2 separate regions of the Sus scrofa genome follow, and region 2 is linked to region 1. The links are chromatin contacts, called in public Hi-C maps. All regions are on one chromosome and are shown on one strand. The core of a region is the stretch at or near the end of the contact, and the rest is flanking DNA. Distances in the headings are between cores, read along the strand shown.

The links. Hi-C and Micro-C count contacts between places; a contact is called where the count stands out from the background.
Region 2: a Hi-C map of liver shows a contact between it and region 1, with 1.6 times the contacts expected there. The contact joins two enhancer-like sites. A contact is called at or near these places in 3 of 47 Hi-C or Micro-C datasets (liver and skeletal muscle).

Annotation. Positions count from the first base shown.
Region 1 is chr15:117,962,153-117,968,201 of Sscrofa11.1, forward strand. No RefSeq gene overlaps it. Among named protein-coding and RNA genes, the nearest start is that of FN1, 230 kb to the left of the region's middle. Within about 2 kb of position 2,514, at least 6 of the 83 cell types and tissues checked have an H3K27ac peak or open chromatin away from gene starts, as enhancers often do. A contact at or near this core is called in liver, where this site is marked.
Region 2 is chr15:118,099,353-118,105,401 of Sscrofa11.1, forward strand. No RefSeq gene overlaps it. Among named protein-coding and RNA genes, the nearest start is that of MREG, 170 kb to the right of the region's middle. Within about 2 kb of position 2,184, at least 1 of the 83 cell types and tissues checked has an H3K27ac peak or open chromatin away from gene starts, as enhancers often do. A contact at or near this core is called in liver, where this site is marked.

The DNA of each region.
Region 1 (6,049 bases), core at 1,264-3,763:
GTTGTTGGTTGGTTGGTCAGTTTTTTTAACCCATGTTCCCTGTAATTTAGTCATCCTTTCTTAGAGAAATTTGTTCCCTGATTCCCTGTCATTCTCACTTCCTTTCTCTGCCTTGGTTTATTTTTCTGCTTACCCCTCCCGCCCCAACACACAGATGTTGCGTAATAACTTTTATTTATACAATGTCTTGATAATACCACTTCTTCCCAAAAGGCCCCATTTCTAAAATTTCCATTGTAAAAATTTTTTTTGCTAATAATTGAGCAGAGGGCATTTTTAACATCTACCCTTTTTGCCCAGTGAGGCTCAGACTAGGGAATGTGTGTTATTTAGGACAAATCTACCACTAGAAAAACATGTAGCTTCAATATACTTACATCAGAGAGCCATAGCCATAGGACTTGGTAGCTGGTAAAGTGGGTGCTCAGCACTACCACACACCCAGCATGGTTACCTCACGGCTACGCTGCAATGCCTTGCTATCAGGCTCCTTTCTCATTCCCATCTCCTTCCTCTCCACTGTCCTGTCCTGCTTGACTTCCATCCAGTGACTCATGTTTTAAGGGAAATCAGAAAAAGCTTCTATTTTTAGAAAGGGCTAAAAGTATGTCAAAAGTGTTGCCAAAAAATTAATAAATCAAGATAACAGATGGGTTTAGCAAAATGGAAAAAAAAAAAAAAAAAAAAAAAAAAAGAGCCCTTGGGTGTCATGCAAAGCTTACAGAATGTCTGAGGTTTTCTTATTCCTCCCTCTTTAAATTTTGGTTTCCTAAAGGATATCTCTTGCTTTTCAGTGTCCTTATGCTTTCCTTTGGCAACTTCCAGATTTCTTTTTCTAGTATATCGGCTGACCTGCAGTTATGACTTCTGCCTCTTCACCGAAACAAGTCAACATTCAGATTCAAACATTGAAAAGGTGTTCACAAATGGTAAGAATTTGAGACATCAAAAGAAGGAAACTTGAAGCACTGTGAGCCACACCAAGAAAAAGTAGAGCTGAAGAACTGCACTTATATGTTTGCACTTATAGGTTGAGTAAGTTTAAACTCAACTGGAAGACAGAACTAAAACTAAATTGATTTCATGATTTTTTTCCCCCCCAGTTCTTACAGTCTTTCTTTTTAATTTTTTTCAGGAGTCAGTCAGCTAAAGATGTGTAGTTTTTCTGAATAGTCAAAAGGACAAGGATTTGCACTTTGGTATATAACTTGTTTTCATTCTGGCATTTAACATCTGTTTTCTGAGTATGAGATAAATGCTCTGGAAAAAAAAATGGCTTTTGATGATGCAAGATTAGATTATTTACCTTTCAGGTCAAAGCTAGGGAAAAAAATTGCTGCTTCATTAAATATATCTCACAGCTTCAAAGAAAGGGATTTTTAAGAGAGGAAAACCAAAGATGGTAAGGAAGTAGTGAACATTAAAGTTTAGCTTGATATTTCCCAATGTTTGTTTGAAAAAAAAAAAATTAAGTAAACTTTTTTTAAGCAGATATGGGAAAAAGTGAAAGGAGGTGAATGACCCTAGTTTTAATTCCTAACTTCTCTGACCTTAATAAAGCCCAGTGGGGTCAGGGGACTTTCCCACGGTCATACAGAAAACTCCAGTCTTCATCAACTCAGTTTGCATCTCTTTCTGTTACATTACATGCCAAGAATTGTTCTTTAAAATATCATTAGAGTAGATATTATTTCTGTGCTCACTTATCACAATATGGGCAATTGAACACTTTATCACTAGTAGCAGTTAGGTAATAATCATATGGAAATTTCTGAATTCATTTTTATAAAGTATATCAGAAACATTAAATATCTGTAGTTATATTTTTTGGAAATATGAAAAAAGATAGTTCTATAACATCGTGAATGAAAACTAAGGCCCTATGCATTTTGTGGGCCATAAACAATCAGAAAAATTTTGGAAATGGATGTTTCCAAGAGAAACGACTAGTGATAGCTTTTAAAATATGTTTTTAACATCAATTAAGTACCTTTTAAAATTGGCCAAATAATGCTAAAGTAAATCAAGTGCTTAAACAGTGTGAAGATAGTATCTGAAGTCTAAATAAATGTTCAGTCATTCCATCAGGAGCAAATCATAAAGAAAAGATATAAAGAAAATACCAGATCGGTTAATGTGTCCTTTATTCATGGTTTACTCCCTGAAACATTGTTCATGATTTTTTTTTCCCAATTCTTACAGTCTTTCTTTTTAATTTTTTTCTTTTTATGTTTCCCCAAGTTCACACTTCACACAAAATACCCGTTGAAGCAAACAGAAAAATGACACCAGCTCTTGGGCATTCCAATCAGTTTGTACATTAAAATGGCGATTATTGAAAGCACACAAAAGAGTTTGCAATTTGACATCAGGAATAGGGGGCAGACTCGTTTGCAAAGTGATAAGGGAGAGTTGAAGACTTGTAGGGTTAATGAAGTAAGTACGCAATGCTGAAACTCAGGCCAGAAAAAAAGCCAGACGGCACTGGACATGGATGGAGCCAGGGGCGAGGGGAGGCACTTGGAAAAGATGTACAAGGTTGTGGTTTCCTGCTAAATTAAAATGACATAGACAGCACCACAGGGCTTGCTTCATTATATTATTGTGAAATTTGGACTCAAACAGAGTGAGGTAAACCCACAAGTTAAAGTGTTTTTAAAGTGGCTTAATAATCACTTTGGAAAAAAAAAAGGAACACTCGTTCAGCAGTACGACTGGAACTTTGATCAACAAACACCCAAGGGACACAACCAGTCTTTTGCAAACAAACAGAAGTATCATGGCAGGGGTGGGCTTGGAGGTTCTTGCCCTAGAAAGATGATTTTCTTCCTAAATTGTGAAAGCTGGTAGTAGTGTTATGTGATGGAATGCTTTTCAGATATTCTGTAGGAAATTTGCCCTCCTGAAAGGACTGATAAATGTTATAGGAGATAACACAGGGCTATTTGATTTCATTTTAAAAATGAAATACATTAAATTTTTTAGATCTCCCCCATTTTATTTCCTCATTGAAGAATCAGCTGCCCAAAGCACCAAATCCCACCTGGGCATACTGCCAACTGAAGTAGATTTTTGTTCTCAATTTTCATTTTCTGGATTCCTTGATGACCTGATTTCCTGTCATTTCATGCTGCAGAGATAAGGATGATTGGCTACAAATCAGGGCTCTCTGTGGAGTGGGATGGGAGATTGAAGAAGAGGAAGAGAAGGAGGGAGGCCACAGCTCATCTCATGGTTGGTGGTTTTCTCAGGCTTTCCTTATGCTGCCTGTAAATTTCATCCAGAGATAAGCTCATCCTACATTTGTCATGGATTCTCATATTGGGATAGAAGGTGCAGACCAGGGATTTGGGAACCATTCATTTACCAGTGTCACATGACTTCAAAGGATTCCCCCCAGGGCCGCTTGCTGTGCTGGGATACCAGCTCTTCCTCTGAATCCCTAACCCATTACTTAAGCAAAAAGTGCTGTTTCTCGAACTTTTCCGACAATTGGTCATGCATTCATCTATATATTCAAAACATAGGTTTTTTTTTTTTCTAGTACCTGCCATGTGTAAGGCCTTATTCTGGCCCTAGGAATGCAACTTTGAACAAAACACAGTCACTGATTTCATGGTGTTTACATTTCAAGGGAGAACTGTTCATTTTTAAAATCGAAGGACCTTTCATAAAATTGTAGCATAGTAAGTGAAAGTGCTCTGGTCAAGGCTGGGACCACAGCCCACCATGAGCTTCACACAAGGTGAGGAATTAATGCTTATTAAGCACTTAATGTGTGCCAGGCCTTGAGGAAGTTACTGTACATTCACTTATTTATTGGGTGGGAAACTGAGCTGGATGCTTTCTAGAGTACCCATTAAAATCTAGATTATTTGGTGGGTTACTTTATGGTAAAAGTCTTGCTTTTTTTTTTTTTGCCTAGAGTTTAAGATGTGGTAAAAAGTATATATCTATATTCTAGAAGTCTCCTGAAATGACTTGCATTTGGGGGATGAGAGAGTCTAATAAGTTATGTCATATACAGTGGAAAGATCTACCCAGGTTCAAATCCTAGTTGCTCCACTAACCTTTCTGAGCCTCCTCAGTAAGTTGGGGTTAACTTATTTCTCTTAGTATTACTGTGAAGATTAACTTTATTTAACAAATATTTATGGTGTGCTTATTGTATACTGAATACTGTCCTTGCAACTAAGGATGTAGTAATTGACACAGAGTCACTGCCCCCATGATGTGATTTGGGTCCTAGTGTCTCTCCTTTGTCTTTTTCTTTTCTTTTCTTTTCTTTTCTTTTTTTTTTTTTTTTTTTTTGGAGGAGGAGGTCATTTGGTCACTTGTTGATAGAAGACAGGATCCAGTTTTGTGTGAAACCCACTGGCTGTCTCCAGGTAAACCTTGACAGTGTCAGACAGGTGGAGCCACCTCTGAGCCAGATCTGGGACCTGTCAGGGGATGTTTGGAATCCAGCCAAACCTGTTCCCTGGAGTGACAGTCATTGGGAAGGGCTTCCCAACCTGGGCTGAAAGGCCAAAACATTACCTTATGTTCAAAGGGTTCCCTGATAAAATCTATTTGTAAATGTATTTGCAGAGCTTTAACAACGTGCCTTGTTAAAAAGCTTTACGTATTTAAAAATCAGTAAACTCTTCTTTACCTCCCTCCATTTTTCTCTTTCTCAGAATGATGACAATACTGTTCCAACCCAACCACTATGTACACTATGCAGAGTTCAATACCATCTTTATTTTTATTTTATTTTATTTTATTTTATTTTTTTGTCTTTTTGCCATTTCTAGGGCCGCTCCTGCGGCATATGGAGGTTCCCAGGCTAGGGGTCTAATTGGAGCTGTAGCCACCGGCCTACAACCAGAGCCACAGCAACTCGGAATCCAAGCTGTGTCTGCAACCTACACCACAGCTCACGGCAACGCCGGATCCCCAACCCACTGAGCAAGGCCAAGGACCGAACCCGCAACCTCATGGTTCCCAGTCGGATTCGTTAACCACTGCGCCACGACGGGAACGCCCAATACCATCTTTATTTTTAAGAAAATCTTAAGCACAAGAAAAATATTTATTCCTGGAGTGAGTTAAACCTTTTTTTTTTTTTTCAATAAACTAAGGAATATATAAATCTTGAAAAAATGTTGATGAATAAAACACAAGTATAGTTCAATTTTATTTTTATGTGATTAGAGACACTTACCCATACAGGAGTCCATGAAACATACAGAAAGGATGACAATAAGAATAGCACAATAAGAATAGAATAAGGAGTTCCCTTGCAGCATGGTGGGTTAAGGATCTGGTGTTGTCACTGCTGTGGCTGGGGTTGCCGCTGTGGCCCCAGTTTGATCCCTGGCCCAGGAATTTCCACATGCCAAGGACACAGCCAAAAAAAAAAAGAAAGAAAGAAAGAAAAAGAAAAAGAAAAAGAAAAAAGAATGGTGCAGTTTATACAGGTCAATGGCTCCTAAAATTAATGAATGCTAGATACGTTCCAGATATCTAGTGTTTGGTTTGGGGTTTTTTTGTTTTGTTTTGTTTTGTTTAACCTGCCAACTCTTTCTTTAACACTCTATAACCTCCGTGCCAGTGGAGTTTACTGCTCTGGAGTAAAGATTTGTTGAATTCTCTGCAATTGTTTAATATGCCTAGAAACGTAAACATGTTAAAAATTAAGTTAAAGGAGAAAAGAGGAGAGAGGGTGAGAGAGCTGACCTGAGATCCCTTATAATCCTCCCTGAAGTTAATCTATGGACAATCAGCTCTCTGAAAGGCGATTACATTGAATCTCCCTCCTAATGCCAAGGATAGGTCTTTACTGCCATTTCTAAGAGAACCTGGAGGGGCTGTGGACAGCACTGGAAAAGGAAATCAATGTGGATGATCTCATTTTGCTGTGAAACAATTAATTTTGGTACAGTGGGGTTAAACAGCTGCAGATAGATTTAACATGACAATTTGGGGTAAGAGAGTACATCAGTGATTTTGAGGTGGAAGTTGTGTTTTGTCTTCTTTGCTTTATTTTTATTTTATTTTAATTTTA
Region 2 (6,049 bases), core at 934-3,433, 140 kb after region 1:
GAGAAGGTATTTGAAGCTCTGTAAACTGACTATCCTTTTTAGGATTGACCTCAAAGAACTGCAAACAAATCATAAACTATTTTCAATTATTAAATCCTTGATGCCAGTAGTTGGTATTGTTATTCAGAGTCTGTTATATGTGTACTGTGATATTAAACAAATGAGTAATTGTGCTGGTGTAATTAATCCAAAACCAGGATTCTTGACAGGAGGGAAAGATATACAAATGTAAGATCTGTGAATTAACACCCTGTTGTCCTTAATTTGAACCAGCACTATCAGCATGAACTTAAGCATTAAATTTTTAAAAAAATACACATTTCTTCACTCTGTCCTCTGAAAAGCTCTGGAAAAAAATGACCAATCCAAGAACAATGAGCAGCCCTAGGTCCCATACTGCTGTGTCTAGAAATCATTTCCAAGTCAAAGGAATCATGTTTCCCTGGGAAAATGATTGATTCTAAGCCTGAGAAAGGAAATGGACCATCTTGTCAGACCATAACGCAAGGTCTCAAGGTAATTGAAAACAACTTGACGACATCCTCACCATTCAAAGAGGAACACATTTGAGCATCAATACGGATAATCACTTCAGTGACTACAAACACATCAAATACGCTTATTTCATGACAGTCCTATTTGAAATTAATGAGTCAGTTTTGAAGGATGCTAACCAACGAACTAATGTTTTGGAAACCTATTAAAGGGAAGAATTAAGCTTATATCTTGCCTTGGCTACTCAACTATACTAGTGCAAACAAAGAGCTGATAAGCTATTATTAAGTAATAGTGGGATGATAGAGTTTAGATGTCATCATTTTGCAATCCTTATTAAATTAATAGAGCCTGGCTGTGATTAGCAGTGGCCGCCCGCTTACAAAAAGACTGGTAGAAGTACTCAACACCACTTAAACTGTCAGAAATAAAGAAGGAAACCTGGATCTGATTAAGCCTCAACATCTAACCACTAATTTACAAGACATACAGGAATACAGGAACACATTCAACAGGCCTTAAATGATACAATTAGCAAAATCCAGACTGGAGAATGCTATGGGATGAATTACCCAGGTTCTTCAACAAATACCTTAACAAAAATAATAATAATAATAATAATAAAATAGGAGGAAGAATTTGTAGCTCAAAAGAGATTAGAGATCTATCAATCAAGTGCAAAGTACGGCCTTATTTAAATCCCAATTTGAAAAAATTGTATTTAAAAAAAACTAAGACAATTGGTTAAGTTTGAAAATAGTCAAGTTACCCGATAATACAGGAAGTTAGTGATATTTTGGTGTGATATTGAAGCTGCGGTTAGGATTGTGAAAGGAATTCTTCACTTGAGATATTTACATATAAAATCATAGGAGATCTAGAATTTCATCGAAAACATTGGGGACTAAGGGAATAGTGGTTGGGGGTACAGCTGAAACAAATGGGACCATTTGTTGGTAACTGTCAAAGCTGGATGATGAGCACAGAGTTTATCTAATTTGCATATATTTGAAATTTTCCATTAAAAAGCATTTTTACAAAGAATATTCAGAGGTTGGAGTTTCCATTGTGGTTCAGCGGTAACAAACCCAACTAGCATCCATGAGAACACAGGTTTGACCCCTGGCCCCATTTAGTGAGTTAAGGATCTGGCATTGCCATGAGCTGTGGTGTAGCTCGCAGACACGGCTCCGATCTGGCATTGTTGTGGCTGTGGCATAGGCCAGCAGCCACAGCTCTGATTCGACCCCTAGCCTGGGAATTACATATGCCTCGGTATGGCCCTAAAAAGACCAAAAAAAAAGAATATTCAGAGGTTTAGAGTGCCCAAAACAGGAGTATGGAGTGCAATACCCCAGTTAATAGACAAACTTCTTTTTCCTCTCAGTGGTTTAGAATTATCACAAATGTTTTAAGTATGCAATTTTCCAAAAGAAAATTTGGTTCATAGAGGCTGGCCTAGGTTGATAATTAAAGGAGAAAATGGATTAATGAGAGGGTAACTCAGGGAAGTATGTTGAAAGAAAGGAATTGCTTGAAAGGGAGATTTAGGATAGTATTTGATTTTAAACAATGTGAAATAAATCTTCACTAGGAGAAATGAACCCAGATCAGGCATGATCTGCATGTTCCCTGGTGAGGAGGTTCAGGCAGGTCTGACCTTTGCACTCTTCAGTGCCTAGAGCCTGGATTTGGGCCCAAAGGTTAGATTAAGAGTGAGACAGCATCTGAGTCATAAAAGAGTAAAGTCAGGCCAGGAAGGCCAACCTCAGTCTCTTGATCTGTAGGACAGAGTCAGGACTCAAAACGGAAGCTGAAGCCAAAAGGATTTAGCCTTGAATTGAAGACATCCCTGGTGATTCCCATAAGTGGATTTTAAGTGTCCCCCTTTGCTTTTCCTGGACATCCATCCCACGATCCAGGAAAGAGAGGTGGACTGAGTGGATTGATGTGGTGCCATGTATCAGTGATGTCTTGCCCTAAGTCATGTGGCTGATGGGATACAAAGGGTAAAATTCAAGATGAGAGTCTTCCTCAAACTCAGATGCAATGCAAAGCCATTCATTTTTCAACAAAGACCACATAGCATGGTAAGTGGTGAGAAATTTACTACAGAGGAAAGAGCCCTAGTACCACTGGGCCCCCATGCCACCCTCACTCTGCCAATCCCTTATCCACCAGAACTACTTCCCCTTAAAATGAAACAAGCAAAAAACTGACCATGTCATTTCTGTGCCCACAGATCTCCATTTGATACCCTGTTGCCCAAAAACAACATCTCAACTACTTAACATAGAACACCAGGCCTCTGATAACATGCAATTCAGTACCCTAACTCAGTGATCTCCTCTAGCCCTGGAGCCTGAACTAAAGCCAACCATCACTATTCCACACCTCAGGGTTATTGTGTGTGCCTAAAATGCTCTCCCCCACTTCTCCACCCAGCCTTCCCAAACTTTCAAAGCCAGTTTAATTGTTACCTTCTCTGCACCTGTTCACAAAGTTAGGTTAAGGTTCCCACAGTGTGCATTCACAGCCTCCTATATTAAGCTTTATCCCAGTGTTTCTCATAATACTTACTGTTACTGTAAATGTAGCTCCTCTTTGGCTCTCCTAGAAGATAGCACTCCTTATCTACCGTTGTAATGATCTCTTTGCCAGTTACTCTGTGACTTGTAGGTAGAGACGTGAGGAAGAATTCGTCATCTCTGTATTCGCCAGTTGCAAGTTGCTTGGCAAGAGAAAGGTAATTCATACATGTGGGTTAGACTGAACATGGTGTTCAGGGGCAGAAGGGGAAAGAAAATAAATTAGATTGGGTGATTGATTTGCAATTTCAACTTGAAAACCCCAATGATTGTAAACATCCTAAAATACAAAAATAAGGTAACTTGAATTTACTTTCATGGACCAACAGAAGGCAGGTCAGGAGGAGGACAAAGCAAGAGATGTAGAGAGCAGAACAGGAGGGAGGGTGGAGAAAGTAGAAGTGGTAGGAAATTGTGGCCATCCCCTCTGTTGCTTGGTCTTCCCCTATGATCCACAGGCCCCACCAAACAGGCACTGCCCCCAACCCGCTCCCCAGCTAGGTGCACAGTGTCTAGAATATGATTACATCACTATTAGAAACATGTTTGAAAATGGACAAAGCCAGGAAGGAAAGCACAAAGGTGAACTTATTCTGTTAGAACAGTACAATTATAGTTATTCACTATGTTTTTTTGGTTTCCTTTGATGTTGTGATTAAAATAGTGGGCTTTTTTTTTTTTTTTGACTTGACAATAGATGTTCTTAACAATAGCTTTTAACTGAAAATGGCAAAGCTGCTGATACACAAATTAGCACTAGGGTTTAAGTGATGGATAAATGCTTTTAGGGGTTGTTCCTCCCAGAATGTTGCTTAAATTTGAATAATGAGTCTCTCCTAGTAGATCTCATGAAGAAGCATGAGAATACGAAAACCACTTTGGTTAAGACTCTTTCCAAAAACCCCTTGTAATCTCTAGGGAAATGCTTGCCCTCCAGTTTTGCTGGAAGATAAAATAAAATTTCCCTCCAGTACTTCTGGCAAAGGATGGGAAGCATATTTCAATCAATAGTTACAGTGAATTATTTGTTGAAAACAATATAAAAAGGGACATTTTTTTCTTCAAAGGAAATGACTGTAATGTTTTGACTTTACTATTAAGTTTATCCCTTTTGTAAAGAAAGCACATGAGCTATGAAGTCATAGAAGGATACAGCAGACATTAAAGCAACAAAGTGTGAATAATTTGAACTATTGCCGAAATCTATAATTCATTTCTAGAAAATTCTCTCAATAAAAATAACTAGAGAATCCCATTAATTCTGTAGTTTCTCATTGCAGTTTTTCATTCTCTAAAGAATGTAATTTATTATGCAACAAAACAAACTGCATATTTAAACGTTTAAATCTCTCTTCAAAGTTCACTGAAGATTTATTCTCATCTGACATTCACTTCTCTACTGTAAGTAAATAATTCAACAATTTTAAGATATCCTTTATGAAGAAGTACCTAAAGGATCTTATCTCACCCAAAAATGCAAAGTTAAAAGCAAATCTCTGCCATCTTTTTGCTAAATGTCATCACTCAGATCTCCAACTTACCCACTAAAGACACTTGTGCAAAAGCGCAGACAGAATTGAACACAACTTTGTAGAGAGACTCAAAAAGTGTTCAGCCCCAGAAAATGTACTCCTACCCACAGGACTGGCTCACCAACTACATTCCACATCTAGACAAGTGATCAGAGAAATTTTCAAAAAAGAAAAAAAATATTTCCCACCAACCTAAAATGCTTAGAATTCTGACCATGGAAAACTGTTTTGGCTTAAGCTACCACTTCTCAGTATTTCATCCAAGAATCTTTGATGGGAGAAGAAGTGAAAACAAATCCCAGAGGATCTAGAGACCAACTCAAGAGTAGTTTACCAGAACTGGAAATGTCTTATTTTCTCATACTTTATTTTTAAGACAGGGGAATTTTTATTTCTACTGTATCTCTTTATGTGCTCTGACAGATAATGTGGGCTTTGCCCCCACCAAAAGAAAAAATCTCCAAGTAAATTTGAAGCTTCAAGTAAATTTGAAAATGTATAATATGTGTTCTGTGAATTTTTCCCTAAACACAGATCTTACTGGGTTACCTGGACAGAGCTAAGGCATTAAAGATCTCAGCTGGATAAAATGGAAATGGGTTCTTTGCAAGCGGATGCGTATTTGGGGTTGATTTTTATCAATTTTGCTTGTTTGTTTGTTTTAGGGCTGCAACTTGGGCATGTGGAAATTCCCAGGATAGGGGTCGAATTGGAGCTGTAGCTGCTGACCACAGCCACAGCCACAGTAACGCCAGATCTGAGCTTTGTCTGCGACCTACACTGCAGCTTGTGGCAATGCTGGATCCTTAACCCACTGAATGAGGCCAGAGATCGAACCCACATCCTCATGGGTACTAGTCAGATTCTTAACCCACTGAGCCACAACAGGAACTCTTGATTTTTATCAGCTATTATCAACATGGCATGAACTGATTTATGAGAAGAACTAGCCAGTCTTCCAACAAATCCCTGAGGTAAGGAAACCCCAACAGAGCAAGTTTAAACAGCAGAGGTATAGACTGGAAAGCCAGGTAAGAAGGTTGGACCACTACTTATGGGGCGGTCTAGATGGGAGGGCGGAGGAGAAATTGTGGTGGTAAGAGAGAGCAAGACTGGAGTTTGAAGGGACAGACAAGAAGAGGAGAAAGTTTTCTGCAAAAGGGAAAGAGGACTCGGAGATAAATTTTTCCCACATCTTATGTTTATCTAGAGCGCCCCCGACCATATCAGCAGGAGTAAAAACATAAACATGGGCTTAATCATAATCAGGGCACAGAAATGGAGAGTGGCTGGTGTAGGTTCCTTGCAACGGTTCTCTGGAGCCCACGAAGAATGAACAAGAGATAAAGAGAAACAGACTCCTTCTGGGCCCTAGTCATGTTTTCTCTGCATGGTTCCCACCAAACACTGACTGATTTGTAGAGGAAGTCATTT